Regions from separate parts of the Mus musculus genome. Here region 1 is linked to region 2. Evidence: chromatin contacts called from public ChIA-PET data. All regions are on one chromosome and are shown on one strand. Each heading gives the region's core, a stretch centred on a gene start, on an enhancer-like site or on the middle of the called end of the contact. The rest is flanking DNA. Distances are from core to core; before and after follow the strand shown.

The links. ChIA-PET counts read pairs in DNA pulled down with a chosen protein or histone mark.
Region 1: a contact with region 2 is called in an RNA polymerase II ChIA-PET map of effector CD8 T cells, with 23 read pairs. The contact joins two enhancer-like sites. A contact is called at or near these places in 2 of 115 datasets of contacts at active chromatin or transcription factors (effector CD8 T cells and memory CD8 T cells).

Annotation. Positions count from the first base shown.
Region 1 is chr1:138,513,939-138,518,744 of GRCm38.p6, forward strand. It overlaps Nek7 (NIMA (never in mitosis gene a)-related expressed kinase 7), which reads right to left. Exons shown (of 10, transcript NM_021605.4): 6 at 2,590-2,698; 7 at 1,687-1,794. Among named protein-coding and RNA genes, the nearest start is that of Nek7, 100 kb to the right of the region's middle. Within about 2 kb of position 3,168, at least 101 of the 459 cell types and tissues checked have an H3K27ac peak or open chromatin away from gene starts, as enhancers often do. A contact at or near this core is called in effector CD8 T cells and memory CD8 T cells, where this site is marked.
Region 2 is chr1:138,287,038-138,291,943 of GRCm38.p6, forward strand. Atp6v1g3 (ATPase, H+ transporting, lysosomal V1 subunit G3) reads left to right here. Exons shown (of 3, transcript NM_177397.3): 3 at 750-2,425. The coding sequence ends at 923. Among named protein-coding and RNA genes, the nearest start is that of Atp6v1g3, 16 kb to the left of the region's middle. Within about 2 kb of position 3,189, at least 50 of the 459 cell types and tissues checked have an H3K27ac peak or open chromatin away from gene starts, as enhancers often do. A contact at or near this core is called in effector CD8 T cells and memory CD8 T cells, where this site is marked.

The DNA.
Region 1 (4,806 bases), core at 1,918-4,417, 230 kb after region 2:
TCTTAAGTCTATTAAAATTCACTTTGGTCTCCATATGAAATAATTTTAGACTGATACATTACCCAGATCTGGAGAGGTACATAAATGTGTAATCCCTAAGTAGAACATTTGCAAAATGTAGTAAAACTCAGACTGAATCCACTTTGAATTGTTCAAAATTGTTGTGTGATTCGGATTTCAGGTTAATCATTAGTTCGGTAAAGCTCAAACACTACAGCCTACTCAAGAGTGACTGCAACGCAGCATTTAAACAAGTGGCATGTGTGTACAAGCACGTGCAATTAGTGTGTGTGCACATGCAATGATAAACTAGTGTTTCAAGTGAGTTACTGACAAGGTGTTGTTAGGACAGCAATCAGAGGAGCAGCACAGAGTGGCAGTGTCTTTAGTAGGAAGGGCTATGGCTTCTTCCTAGAAATTGTCTACCACACCTACTATAAGAATTGTAACTTCTCCAATAAAACTTTATCAAAGGGTTATGCAAATTTGCTGATTCCTTATGAGGTTTCAGATCAAAATCTTATACCTGGAAAAGGCCTTGTAGTTATGTGACTGTAAGTGTGAAATGTGAAGGAACTAACTGCTTCAGGACATCAGTGTGGAATCATATGTTCTCCATAACTAACAAAGTGAAATTCAGGGAAGTGTAAGCATTTCCACGACACTGTCCGTCAAGCCAAAGTCTACTCTAGAAACAAAATATTAATAAGTGATAGATTCAAGGTGCACGGAAGCTCAGGAACAATGCTTAGGAACAAACGCCTTCAAATGTCTCCAGCCATGTATCCGGAAGCTTATTTCCCTGTTTGGCTATTTAGTTTACATCACTGTTCTTTAAGAGCCCATTTAAAAGCTCCTCACTCCACATCTAAAGACTGCTTTCAAAGAATTAATGACTTTCAAGGAAATTATGACAGCAAAGATAGACACAACTAAATTAAGGCCAACTTAATTTTGTTTTAGTTCTTATTTTAAAAATCAACACTTCCTGTATTTTATATGCACTAGAAGAAAAAAGGTGACTTGGGGAGTCATGAGATAATCTACTTTTAACACAAGTTAAAAAACATTTCTTCTAGGAATTTTTATTGTTTCTGATCCAAAATAATTTTTCTTCCCATTGCTAATACAGTGTTGGTAGTTACATCAATTCTATTTTAGGTGCAAAGGGACATCAAAATAATGTTAACTCAAAAATGAATCAACTGTGGGTATTTCTTCCATTCTGTAAATAGAGAAATTTTGTTTCTCTTCATTCACTATGAGTCATCATCCTTAGGTTTTCTCTCTTAATAGTTATCACAGTTACACGCCCATTGAATAAATAAACATGTATGAATTATTACCTCTGGCATTTAAAAAATATCCAGTGAAGACTTCTTCCAAAATACAGTTTTCCATTAGCTCACAGTCATTACAAATAAGACAAAAGGAGTTCTCCATGGCAACAGTAAAAGCCAGGCTTATCAGTATTATTCAAAAAACCAGCACAAACAACAAAAACCTCAGGGCCTGCTTCAGTTTAAATAAGCAATCGTGTAAAAGGTAAGAGGGAACTGTGAGCACCTGTCAGGAGCAGCTGACTCCTAGGCAAGCAGCGCCGTAGAGCTGGTGTGACCTGTTTTAAACCGTGACCAACACAATCACACACGTAACGGACTGAAGCGGTGAAATCATGCCTCTTACCTAAAGAATGTGCAGCTGTGGTTTTGGAGCTGAAAAACCGACCAAGCCCAAGGTCTCCGAGTTTTACTACCCCAGTGGCTGTAATGAACACATTAGCTGGTTTTATATCTGTGGATAAATGAAGAGATCAGGTGAGAGATGCTATAAGTTTGGGAATCTGAAAGGAATACGAAATTTCCTCCTGTGGAAGGATTCAAAATGTCTATTAAATATGAAGGTCTGAACCGAAAGTCACTCACTATATTTTGAATTATTCTCATATATTTCAAACTTCTTAGTCCAATTAATATCACAAGGAATACGGGTGAAAATTTAAGGCACAAAATAAACATGTGTCCCCCTTTGTTTAATGGTGTTAAATAACATGCTGCTGAAAAAGGAATTGGTACATTTACACAAGTTATAAAATCATACCTTAGCAATATTATGTACATTGTATTCATTTCATGGCTTCAGAAATCACAATTCCCTAAATAATTTGCTTCAGATCTGACAGCCCCAAATAAGTGGATCAGTCACTTAGTGACTTGAGTGCATTATGTCTGCCCAACAACTGGACTGACCATGAAGCATCCCTGAAGGCCTGAGGCTGGGATGCCACAGTCTGCTTGTCTGGAGGAGACACGACAAACCCTCTTCCTAATGCACATGCACTGTCCCCCACAGCTTCCCTTTCTCACCCAGAGAACCAGCAAGGTATTGAGAGAAGTCGGGCAAAGCATAATTCGCATTATTTATCATAAAGCAGGGCTTCACTTTAACGCTTACAGTCCTGACAAATTATAATTTAGACATAAATTATGAAAAACAGGTAATGCCGTGGACTGAATGGAAGCTATCTTAAAGTGCTTGGTGGCGAATGTCACTTAAGATGCTGCTGCAGACTTCCCGTGCTTCTCTTACCTCTGTGCATGACTCTTCGAGAATGCATGTGGTCCAGTGCACTGCAGAGCTGAACGAAGTATTTCCAAACGGTTCTCTCAGGGATTAGCCTCTTTTGTTTCTTAAAGTGCTGTTTAAAATATTTTTTTAAAAAAAAATTAGTGATTCTGAGAAATCAGATTTCTTAAAGTTGAATTCCAGCATTGCGAATCAGTAAGTCAGAAAAAAATCAACTTTTATCCCCTCGTTATTATTTTTTAAAGTATAATTTTCCATACTAAGACGACTCCAGAAATTTCACTTGACAGAATGACTTACATTTCCTCCTATTTGTTCTTAAGCTATGGAACACTACTACTCTGTAATGTCCAACTACTTTTAAAAAAATACATCTATCTAAAATGACTTATCTCACATCTCATTTCAAGAAGGACTACGGTTTTAGGAAATGAAGAAATATTAAAGTAGACTCGCTAAAAGACCACTCTTACTGAGTATGTTGCATTAGCTGATTAAAGTGTGTGTCTAGCATGCCTGGGTTCCATCTACAGCACCACAAGAACAAGCATGGTGTTGCATGCCTGCAAGCTTAGCACTTGTGAGACAGAGGAAGTGGGTGAGTCAAAAGTGCAAGCCCAGCACTTGGGAGGCAGGTGCCAGAGAGCAGAAGGGCAAGCTTATCTTCAGCGAGGTAAGGAGTATGTAGCCAGCCTAGCACATAGGACTTAGTCTTAAAAACCACCACCACCAACAACAACAAAAATAGAAATAACAAACAAACAAAAGACAGTCCTGCTTCAGGCAAATGTCTCCACTCTAGAATTCTAGTTAAAGGTTGAGCTGCATGGGTGACTAGAAACACCATAATTTACTAAAACTTAAGTCATGGTATAAAAGTTTTCATGAGTGTATTCACTGCACATAACAAAGCAAAGCTGTCTTTTGAATGGATGAAACTACGTTCTGGAGAGTGAGATGGTCACAGGAAAGCTGAAGCAAAGCACTGAGAGTATCAACAGGCTGTCGGAGGGAGGGGTCCAGAGACTGAAAGGGAAACTGCTAAACACAACCAGAAGCCCACAGCTACAGAGCAGCGTCGTCCAGTTTCCTGTCTTAAGTTTAACAGGAAACTATGAAAGCAGCATAGCAAGATCCAAGCTCTCAGCCCCACTGGATACTCTGTATATAAAAATCATTTTTAAAAACAACAGTGCAGTGGGTTTCTTACTGAATAGTACTTATAAATTACCAACATGAAGAAACGGTACCTTTAAACAGCTTTTTTTTTTCCTACAAAGCTTTAAAAAAAAATCTTAACTTTATGAAGCATATGTCCTAACATCAACTTTTAAATCTGTTTTTTTACTGTATTTGAAAACCACATTTGGAAAAGTTCAACCAATTAATTTTTTGGTATTGAATGCAAAAAAAAAAAAAAAACCCTATATTTGAGAAAGTGAAAAGCCAGCCCTTCTGAGTCGCACCTGTGGCCAGCTGAGGGCTGGCTAAAATGGCAAAGCTACAGGGAAACTACTGGAGTCCTTTTCCATCAGCAACAACCAACACCCCCCTGCCACTGTGCCCACTTGCTAGAGGAAGAAAAAATGTCTGTTTAAAAAAAGGTAAGAATACTAGGCTAATTTTTCCTACATAGCACATGGCTGAAAAATCAATTACTTTTTGCAATTTCATTAGCAAGTAAGTCAGTAACCTATTCTAAATGACCAGGTAATAATGAAAGTAGACCACTGTCCTTCTAACTATGGAGAAATGCCCATATTGGGTTTCAATAGGAAGGTTTTCTTTTATGGCAGACTGTGTCAACATCAGTTTTCACTGGAAGGAGACAATACTGAAAATTCAGCTCTTTACACATAATTTTCCTTGAGACTTGGAACGCATCCAATAATGCCCGTGCATGCACCCCCCTATGCCACATTAACACATCAGAGGGATGACTGATGCCAACAGCAAGACGGGTACCGGGTCTCTTCATTCAAAGATGCACTGCATCAAGTAGACATTAGAACATGGAAGAAAAATTTAATGCTTTAACAGAGTCTAAACTCATCATAACCATAATCAACTTGGCAGTTGATTATTTTAAATAACTTAAAAACGAAGACTGTAATATAATTACCTCATTTCCCTGTTCCAAACCTTCCCACGTACCCCACCCTCCCACCCCACCCCTGCCCCTTGAATTCTTTCAAATCCATGGCCTCTTTTTCTTAATTA
Region 2 (4,906 bases), core at 1,939-4,438:
GAGTTCTTGCCGCACACTCGTGAAGTTCTGGGTTCGATCCCCAGGACCCCTAGATGGGGCACTGTGACACACTAAAGTGGTGAAGACAAGAAGATGAAAAGGTCAATGTCATTGTCAGCTACATATTGAATTTGAGGCAAAGATGGGCTACGAGAGAGTTACACTCAAATATCAGAAAAGAAAGAGAGGGAAGGAGAGGAGGAGGGAGAAAGGAAGAGGAGGTGTGGCTAAACTTAGAGCAGTGGCTCGCAGCCTTATGCTGTGACCCTTTAACACAGTTCCTCATGTTGTGGTGACCCCATAAAAGTATTTCATTGCAACTCTATAACTGTAATTTTCCTACTGTTATGAATTGTCATGTAAGTATCTGTGCTTTATGATGGTCTTAGGGAACCCCTGTGCAAGGATCATTTGATCCTCAAAGGGATCACAACCCTTTTGGTTTGAGAAAGAGAGAAATTAAGAGTAAGCCATTGGCTTTTAGAAAATGATCGCTCTCCCAGTGGCTCGCTGCAGCTCCCTTTAAATCGATAACTTTCTTTGTTACATTATATTTTAGTTAACTAATGACTACATACTAAGATGCTAATAGGGTCTTCCTGGAAGATAGAATGCTGGCAAAAATAATAATAAAAAAATCACACCTTAAAGTGACCATCAAAGAAATATGCTGAAGTTCATAAAATAGTTCAATTTAACTGTTTTGATGTGGCATACATTAAAATAAATCTCATCTTTTGCTTTCACAGATAATGGGCTCTCAGAGCCACCTCTCGGATGAAATAGAAGAGCAGACACTAGAGAAGATCAAAGAATTGAACGGAAGCTACAACAAGTGTATGGAAAGCGTGATTAAGCAGCTATTGAGCATGGTGTGCGACATGAAACCAGAAGTCCATGTGAACTACAGAGCCACCAACTGAATGTGCTCCACACATCCAAGTCCATAGGCATAGAGTGGGATACACATTCTGTTGATATTAAAGGTCTGCAACTGTGCACCTGATGTTTACTATAAACTTTCATGTCACATATTTAATATAGGTCACAGAATTAAAAAATAAGTAACATGGTGTCATTTCTCCTGGATGGCGTTTAGTATGAAGCAAGTTAAGGAAAGCGAGAAACTTGAATTTTAACACTTAAACAGCAAACAATCACTCCAGTATATTTTCACATTTCTTTTTATTGGCTTAGAAGGTGCTTTATTAGGTATTCTTCCTATTCAATAGTTTTTAAGAGGAGAATATAATTTTGTTCCTTAGACACCTCTGAAATGAATATGCAAATACTTTAATTTATTAATTAGCAAGAAAACCATAATATTTCATTGGCAGTTCAAAAAGCATTTCTAAACTGTCTGTGAGAACAGAGACAGAAACAAATGATGTTAGAAGTCACCTTAGAAGAAATGGGTCCCATCACAGTTATCCCTGCCTAACTTCAAGTTACATAAATAATGTTACTCTGTTTTAAGGACATTTTTGAAAGAAAAGGTGGTCATCTGAGAGAGTAGATATCTGGATAAATTCTGTAGTTTGTAAAGAAGTGAACCTCCAACAAAAATAATTAGTATGCGCTACCCTGCTCTCCTTATTAAATGAGCTACATTCTGAGAGCTCGTGTACATTGTTAGTTCAATGTATAAATTATCTTAGGCCTTGTGTGGAGAAACAGACATCTAGTAGAGCTGGTCCCTTGCTTCCCTGTGAGGAATGTCCACTTTAACTCAGATGTGGAGAGCCCACTTATGGAAGATGGGAAATGGAACGGAAGCTAGATAGAGTGATGAGAGCTGCCATTTGAAAAGTTCCCTGCTCATAATGGTCATTAGAGCCTCAGAACTTGACCTGGAGTTGCCTGGGAAACAGTGTCAGCTCTAGCTTTCCTCTGGCAGTGTGACATCAGTGTCTAGACCTTTCACTTACTCACAAGTTCCCTCCCAGGAAGCTTTCTAAATACCCACTGCTGAGCACTAGCAGTATTGTTGACCTTGGTGGGGGTTTTGTCTGTTTGTGTTTTTGTTTTGAGTCAAGTTCTCACTGTCCTAGGATTCATCCTATAGCTCAGGCTTCAAACTCACTGGGATCCGCCTGCTCTGCCTCCTTAGTGCTGGGATTAAAGGCATGTGCCACTATACCTCTTCCCAGTGTTAGATTTTCAAGCACTACATGTAGAAAAATTTTAATTCCCAAACTTCATAAACATTGTTATCATTTTTATAGTTTAGAATCTCAGAAATAGTCAATTTTATATTTGAAACAGATGAGAAAATTGGAATTCCATTTGATTCCTTACTTTCCCAACTTTATGAATAAGGAAAACTTATTAAGTTAGTTTCTGGGCTTTAGGTGATCTTTTTCTTCCATTACAAGAAAAAATAGTTTATTCCTTAATAAACAGAAAAGCCCAAAACATTCCAAAGAAGCCTGTCTCTGATGTATGTGTTTACTATCAAGGAAAACAAACAGAGCTGCTCTTGTTTCCCTATGAGAAATTTCCACTTTAACTCAGATTTGGAGAGCCCTCTTATGGAGATGGGAGATGGAAGTGAGGCTAGATACATACAGTGACGAGAGCTGCCATTGGAAAAGGCATGATGTGGAGGACAGCTCTGAGCACAGCTTGTGGTTTGCAATTACATGGCAAAATTTAATTGTCTTTCTCGTCTCGTGTAAATTTTTTAAAAGTCAATTTTTTTTGCATGTGGAAGCTTAAGTATATTATCTTAAACACAGGCTAAAATTTTTTAAGCTGACACAAGATTATTTGGGGAACATAAACCCTTTAAAAACACATCAAAATTAGCACCTGGCTTTTCTCACAAGCAAGGCAATGCCACACAGAGAAGAAAGAAATGAGATGTGGCAAGCTGCATCTGTCCTGCATGTGCCTTTTGCTCTATACATCCCACTGGCAAACTGTTCATTGTCTCTATAGCTCGGCTCTTTTAGGCCCAGAGATTGTCAAAGAACTATGGGGTCTCTCATAACACTTTAGGATTTGATTCCACATTAGACCAGTTTTTAAAATGTGGTGTTAACGGTAGTAACCACTTACTGCTTTCCCCCTTCACACCTTGGAGTCTTTGTTAATTTCTTAATACCCCTGTCAATCTTAGATACTCTACTGCCAGAAGTAAGTGCTAACGCCAGCATCCGGCACTCTTAAGTAGCTCACATATTTTTACATTCAAAACTGGTTTCATATCTTTGTCACTGAATGACTCATTTTCCCAGAACTCTCACATTCTCACAGATGGTACAGCTGCCAAGTTTTACTTTATTTACATGTGAAAAGATTTCATGTATTTCAGAGATAACCCACTTTGCTGCAAGCCTTTCCAGTCATACCAAAATATCTCTCTCTCTCTCTCTCTCTCTCTCTCTCTCTCTCTCTCTCTCTCTCTCTCTCTCTCTCTCTCTCTTTCTCAGCATGTACTTATCCTAAAAAACATTTTTTCTTCACACAGTTCTACAGGAAGAGATGAATAATCCTAAGCATATTTAATTCTTCCCTATTATTGTTGTGATCCTTTGTGAAGACAATATAAACTGGGAAAAGACTCTACTGAGTTCTTACTCATCTTCACTACACCTGAAAACAACACTATGGTATTTGCCAAATTGGAGATAAATGTAGAGATCAAAATATTTTTCTCCATATTAGCAAACACACAGTCAAGAATTAGCCAGGGATGGTGATTCCTGTCTGTAACAGCAGAACAGGGGAGGACTGGAAGGTGGCTTGAACCACAGAGTTAGACTGTGCCTCTGAACGATGTAAAAGCTCAAGCTTGGCATGGGTTAGCACCACCATTGCTTTGTAGCTAGGAAAAGATAGTAGAATACTATTGGTCAAATAGGTAAAGCTGCTTTTTAAGCTCTCACCTTTCTTACTCTCCTCTCTAGCCCTCCTTCTCACTCTCCCTTCCCCTCTCTCTCCACGTGGCCATGGCCGGCCTCTCTCTTTCTTTCTACCTTCTCTCTTTCTCTCTGTCTTTCTACAATAAAGCTCTAAAAGCACAAAAAAAAAATGCAAAGCCACAGTTTTAGTTTATCCTGGAGCATTTGAGAACTATCCCAGCCTAATTCAGCAAAACCTAACCCTAACCGTAACCCTAACCCTAACCCTAACTTAATTGAATTAAGTATCCAGAAAATCCATAAGCTCCTTATTGATAATTAATTGCTGTTTTAAGCTACTGAGTTTTACCCAACAGGACAGGGTGATAACTGTCTTGACAGCTATTAAATATTTAAATAAAACACAGCAGATATGTGACTTGGAATCGCACACCCTCAGAAAGTGGGAAGTTTGGAGCAGAAGTCATGCATAGGTGAGAATGTGTAAAAATTATCAGAGACACAGTGCTGTAGTATGAGGAAGACATGTGTCAGGCATGCTTGGTTTGGCATAGGTTGACTTTCACAGGGATAGGAAATTTTAAATCATATCTATAAACTAGTTGAAATTCAAGGTCCTATTTGACGTGGAGAGTAGAGAGAGGACATTTTACAAATATAGGACGTTTTAGAGGGAGGACACATAGGAAGCAGTTCTCAAGTGGCATGTCCTCACATACCGATAGGGACACTAACACTAACAGGAAGTCCATTATGGGCGTGTGCTGATGAGCATGTGGCTCAACAGTGTGAGAGGATGAGAAGGTACCTGTTGGAACTAGAGTTCTCAAATGTGAGTGAGATGATAGCTGAGAGTGAATGGAACCTTCTAGAGACAGCCAAAGAAGGCACCGAGTTTAGGAAGAAGATTATGGCAGATTCATAAAATGATTGCCAACAGTGTTGAATGCCCAAACAGGCAGTTCCTTATCCTTTATTAATTGTGCTCATGATTTGGTTCTGCCTCTGAAGTTGAACCAGCGTCTTGTTTTTGAAGTGAA